2 separate regions of the Rattus norvegicus genome follow, and region 1 is linked to region 2. Evidence: chromatin contacts called from public Hi-C data. All regions are on one chromosome and are shown on one strand. The core of a region is the stretch at or near the end of the contact, and the rest is flanking DNA. Distances in the headings are between cores, read along the strand shown.

Evidence for each region. Hi-C and Micro-C count contacts between places; a contact is called where the count stands out from the background.
Region 1: a Hi-C map of liver shows a contact between it and region 2, with 3 times the contacts expected there. The contact joins the promoter of Tlnrd1 here to the enhancer-like site in region 2. A contact is called at or near these places in 10 of 12 Hi-C or Micro-C datasets (the A7r5 cell line, the Rat2 cell line, Schwann cells and 6 more).

What each region holds. Positions count from the first base shown.
Region 1 is chr1:147,273,836-147,276,870 of GRCr8, forward strand. It overlaps Tlnrd1 (talin rod domain containing 1), which reads right to left and starts at 1,659. Exons shown (of 1, transcript NM_001013149.1): 1 at 1-1,659. The coding sequence starts at 1,344. The coding sequence ends at 256. It also overlaps a transcript of Mesd not described here.
Region 2 is chr1:147,201,827-147,204,663 of GRCr8, forward strand. No RefSeq gene overlaps it. Among named protein-coding and RNA genes, the nearest start is that of Cfap161, 25 kb to the left of the region's middle. Within about 2 kb of position 1,440, at least 32 of the 93 cell types and tissues checked have an H3K27ac peak or open chromatin away from gene starts, as enhancers often do. A contact at or near this core is called in the A7r5 cell line and liver, where this site is marked.

The DNA of each region.
Region 1 (3,035 bases), core at 409-2,908, 72 kb after region 2:
GTCAGCACACTACCCATGTTCTCTGTGTCTGAGTCCCTATAGTGGGCTGGTAGACACCTGGGCCCTCTGTGTACATGTTGAGTGCGTGGCCCTGCCTTCTGGAAAATTCCTCTTGAGCATTAACATGGGGAAAAAGGGGGTCACCTATGGTTTCTTTGGTATAAATGGAGAGGGGAGGAGTTAAGTGTCTTCTTTTAGCCTGGGGTGGAAAATGGGTATGTGGGCTGGGGAGGGGGGGCATGGAGCGGGGAAGTGCTAATTCACAGAATTGGAATTCACTGGCGGTAAAGTCCTGGGTGAAGACCTTTCCCTTAAAGCCTGAGATAGCAGGGTACAGCCTTCAGACACGGCGCAGGCCGAGTTCCTCAGCCTCTCCCTGTGGTCCGACATCTTGGCGCTCCCATCTGGGTGCTGCGCCAGATCCCTGAGGCACTGGGTCAAGAGCACGCAGGCTGACACCACACTCATGGCACCTCCCAGGATGGCGGTCTGTACCGCCTTGCCCTCAGTGCTCACAGCAGCTGCGCGACCCAGGAATTGAGGCTCGGTGGCAAAGCCCACCAAAGCGCTCACTGCCTGCACCAAGGGCCCACTGAAGAGCGCGCAACGACTGCGGGCCAGCTCGCTGGGCGCCGCCTTCACTTCGCGCACACATGCTAACAGCGCAGATGCACTGGTGCTCATGCACTTGACGCCCAGCTTGAACTGTTCGCGCGAGAAGCGGTCCCGTGACTTGTCACTGGCCAGGGCGCACGCATCCGTCAGGAACTTGAGGTTTCGAGACAGGCCCTGCGACACCTCCAGCAGCAGCTGTGGGGTCATGTCTGCCAGTGGGGTGGCTCGCAGCACAGCACAGCCCTGCTCCACCTCGTGGCGGCAGCGTGTCACACGGTAGCGGTCCACAAGGCCTGGCTGTGCAGGTTGAGCGCCCGGTGTGGCAACGGCTGCCAGGTAGGCCGCATGTGCAGAACACTCGGTCAGCGACACCACCAAGTCGCCCAGTTCCACAAGACTGTCCCCCGCCTCTCCGAAGCGGCCCATGTTGAGCTGGCTTTGCACGTCGTGGGTTAGGATGGACAGCCCCTTGGTGCGCGCGATGATGGTGTCCCGGCACTGCTCGAAGGACTCCGCACCAGCGCCAGGGGAGGCGGGGCCTTCGAAAAGCACCGGCCGCGCCTCGCTAGACAGCAGCAGCAGGTCGGCCACCAGCTGCATCTTGCCCTTGCAGTGATCACAGATAGACACCAGCCTCTTCCGCGGCTGCGAGCTGGCCCCGCCGACGGCGCTCCCAGGAGCCGGAGAAGCCGCCTCGCCAGTGGGCTTCCCGGCGCTGCCGCTAGCCATCGCGCCCAGGGGGCACTGGCATGCCGCTGGGGAGTCCGCTACCACCGCCGCCGCGACTCAGCTGGCCAGGGCCGCGCTGCCTTCCGCGCACCATCATGCCATCCACCGCGGCGGGCACAGAGAGTCCGGTGGCGGCGGCCGATGGCCCGGCGTCGCGGGGCGGGCCCAGGCCCGCGGCAAGCTCTTCGGGGCGCTGTGTAGCTCGCGGGAACCGTGAGCCAGGGCACCGCAGACTCCTAGTCCGCGCCCCTCTTCACGAGCCTACCAGTAAAGTCCCCGCTGCCCGGTTGTCGCCACCTTCCTGGGCATGGGCGGCCGGGCCGCCGGAGCGGAGAGGGCGGGACGGGGAGGCTGGGAGTTGTCCTTCCTTCCTTCCTTCCTTCCTTCCTTTGAAATCAAAATCCTCTGCTCCTAGAGGAGCGCAGGCGGCGGCCCCGGCAGGCTTTGCTGTCAGCCGCTACGCTGCGGCGATCCGGCTCAGCAGCGCACGTGGGCTTCAGGGGCGGCGACCCCGCCAGACCGTACTGGCTGGCGACGGCGGCCGGAGCTGACGCCCGGGGGCGCGCGGCCGCATCTCCTTCTCCGGCTCTTGGGGCGCTGGGCGGCCACAGGGCCGAGGGCGTGGCTGGCTCTGTGGCGGCCGCGCGGAGTCAGTCGGGCGGGAGGCTGCAACGCAGGGTGCTGGGCGGCCGCGCCTTCCCGCCTGGCGGTTCAGAGTGCGCGGCCCGGCGCCGGGGCGGCACGCCCTCCCCGCCTGAATGGCCTGCGACCCGCCACCGGCTGTCGTGGAGATTCCATCTCTGTTTCCCCGCAGAGCCCGCGGGCCCCGCGCATCCGACGCCCCGGGGTGGTCGGCTCAGAAGGTGAGCGTGGCGTCGCGGAGGCCGACCCGGGCCCGGACTCCTGCCATGTTTGTCAACCAGCAACTTCCGAGCGACCTCTGAGCAACTGAAAGGAAGGGCGGAGACCGCAGGCCAGGGGACACCCGCCTGCCCGCGCGCGGCTGCGGCTTTCGCCTCCTCGCGTCCGCCTCGCCCCCGGCTCGCCGCCGCCACCTCGGCCGTAACCTCCCTGGAGCCTATAGGAATCTTTTGTGTGGCGTCACCGCCTTTCGTTTAAATCCCGCTTCCTCCTCTCGCCCTTCCTCCCGCCCCCTCCGCCGATCCCGGATGCTTGCGCGATGCGCTGCTCCTCCCCCGGGAAGCTGGGGGCCGTGGGAGGACGCCGCGCCCAGCCCCGACGCTGCGGCTCTGGGGCCGGTGGTCCCTGCATCCGGAGAGGCTAGGAAGCTTGTGTGGTGGGGAAGGCCGGCCCTCGCTCCGCGCCCAGCGCTGCGCACACCCTGGGGACACCGGGGCGCAGCCGCGAGTGGCCTTACGTAAGCTCTCAGCCTGCCCTGGGACTCGGTGCTTTCTCCCCGCCAAGTGAGCTAGTGTAGAAGGTGATCTGTTTTGCTTACTTGGGGAGGAGGCCACTCACTATTCCCTAGTTCTCCCCCCTCGTCCCAACCCCTCCAGATTCCAATCACCTATGAGATTCGATGACTTATGCAAGCCCCCCTCCGCCCTTTGTTGTGTACGACCCTCTTCTGTGGGTGGGTTTCCGTGAAGCAGTAAAAGGGAATGCTGGTCTAGTGGGGCTCAGAGATAGACTCTTCCTGGGGTCGATCTTCCCCCAGCCGTTTAGGAATT
Region 2 (2,837 bases), core at 190-2,689:
TGGTTGCTTTGGATACTTAACCAACTAAGTCATCCCTTCCCTGCCCCCACATGTGCTGCACCTTACTGAGACAGGGTCTCTCATGGAGCCTAGAGCTGACCACATCCGCTTGACTGTATGGCTAGTGTGGGAATCCTCCTGTCTTCATTTTCCTAGTGCTAGAATCACAAGACATACCCAGTTTGTCATAGGTGCTGGGGATCCAGATGGACTTCCTCTCACTTATACCAAGTATTCTGTCCATCTTCTCAGCCCCAATTAAAACAAAAACCATCCCAGTGAAGAAGTTGTACATTCACCACTGCCTAAGCACTTAGTTAGCATCTGCCATTACAGAGGACAACCACAGTGGTTGTCCCCTCTCACAGTAGAATCAGTACACAGAGTTCCAAGGCAAAGCAGGGGTCCAACATAAAGTGGCAGCTATGAAGCCACCTGCCACGCCCAGGGTCAAGTAGGAAGGAAAGGCCCAGGGCACGTACTCTCCGAGTGCTCCGAGCCTATAGAATGGCTGGTCACTTGGAGGGATCCTCAGGAAGGAACACCCCCCTCCAGGAAATGAGACCCTGCTCCAAAAGTCTAATCTAAGGCCAGCCCAAATAGAAAGACTTTTTGCCCAGAGAAATGACATTTGGCAGCTCAACTGCTGATGACTCTAGCTCCAGGGGAATCTACTGTCTTTCTGGCTTATTTGGACACTCTATGCACACCCACTACATACAGGCACACACACAGTTGGGGTGTTGTTGTTGTTGTTGTTGTTGTTGTTGTTTTCTTGTTCTTTTGTTTTTTGGCTTTTTTTATATCCTTTGCAAGAATGTTCAACTGAAACTAGAATCCTCCAACCTTCCTGCTGCCTCTGAAGGGCTCTGCTCCATGCACTCACTCCCTATGTGGTGGGGGCGGGAACAAAGGTGCGGGGGAGGGGGTGCGGGGGGGGGTGGAGTTAGTAGGGGGAGAATCTCTCAAGGCCATGGGTAATCTGCTGCCAGACTAGGTCTCAAGGCCAGCAGGCCCTGCTCCCAGCTACTCTACAGAAACAAGCCACTACACCCTGTCCTAAAGTAAAAGCGATGACTTAAACTAACCGTACTTAAGGAGGTTTGCTTTTAGGGGATTGATTGCTGCCTTTGTGGAACTCACTGGGTTTTAAGTTCTCCCTCGTTGCTTTTCTGTTCTTCCTCCCCTTCTTTCACTCCCCTCCCCCTTTCCTTTCACTTTCTGTCTCTTTGTCTGAGGAGTCAGGGTCTCCAGGAAATTCAGCTCTGTTTCTGTTTTCTCTCTCCAAGCCCCAGCTCATCTGGTCCTCGTGTAACTATAATTACCAGCACATTTGTACGGTGCAGGGTGGAGGGAGATGAGTTAGTTCACGGAGGGGCTGGGAAAGCAATGGCCTTGATCTGGGCAGCGGCCTGGTTCTAATTTTAGCAGCCACAGAGCAATGGACTTCCTGGAGGAATCAGATTGCTGGGCTCTCCCCTGCAGGGCTGACACCAGACATGTGGAAGAGATTCAGATCACAGAATTGCCAAATCAGGTTACACCTCCAGGTCATCAGACCCAGGCTGTGTCTCAGAAAGTAGGGACATGCTGTCTGAGCTTAGCAAGAGCCTTGTAAAACTTGCTTAGTTTATGGACAAAAGAGGGGGAAATGAAACCACCCACCAGGAAAGGTCCACAGAGCCAGCTCTAGGATCCAGGTCCTCTTCCCCCCTGTGTCACATGTTCCCGATGATGTCATTCTCTAAATGGTGTGGGTAGGCATCACTGAGAATATCCTGTAATGGGTCCTGCTTCATTCCCAAGTATTTTAAGTAACTTTTCCTAACTTCGTATTTTTTTAATGAGGTAAATTGTCATACACTGACTGAAAGTACAGATCTCAGCTAGGTAACAATGGATTTGACAAAATAAGCACACCCCCACGAAAGAGAGGAATGCTTAGGTCACCCAGAATGTTCCGCTGTACTCTGCCTTCCAGTCAGTCTTCAGACATCCCCACAGGCAACCTCTGTTTTATGTTGTTTCCGGTATTCATTAGTGTTGACAGCCCTTCAAGCAAATGGCTCGTGAGATCTGGGGGGCAGTCTGAATGCTAACTCTGAGCCCTTTGCAAGTCTTTCTTCCGAGGTTCGCTCAATTCTCTTTTGCCGGGTCGCCCATATAGTAATATGTAGTAACTCGGTGACCGGTGTCTATTCCCTAAGCCCTCAATGTGAGAATTTTCAAACAAGCCTTCAGGACAGAGTCTTTATGGGTGTGGGAATGTTTTCTTGTTCCTGAGAAATGCTGTTTAAAGTTTGGCTCTGCAAATCAAACTTTCAGTCAACCTGTAATCAACGTAGTGATGTGCTCCGAGATCATTTAGAGCTGTGCACTCATTCAGTTTACATACTGTGCTCTCAACCTGTTCAGAATCAACTGACCTCTAAGAAAAGCACCGTAATCTTTCTTAATGTGCTCTGGATCTCCAATATAATCAACTCCTATGGGCCTGGGTCAGCTCAATGCACAACTTTAATGATACCATTTTCCTTATTTCTCCTTTGTGACCCATTCATGCCCTGGACTAATGTCTGTATGCAAGTAAGATGAGGTGACCATGGCTGACACCGCTTGCCAAAAGCATTGGGGTGTTAAAAGTAACCCCACACCCACACTCACAACATATGAGTATAGAGAGATTAGCTCTGATTGTGGTTTTATGTGGTATTCTGAGTCAATAAGTGCTTAAAAATGGTTTTCTCTCTTATGAGGCCCCTGTAAAAGACTGAAAAAGATAAAACTTCTTCATTTCCTGTTGTTAGCATATTCACCGTGCTGATCAGCTTATGAAG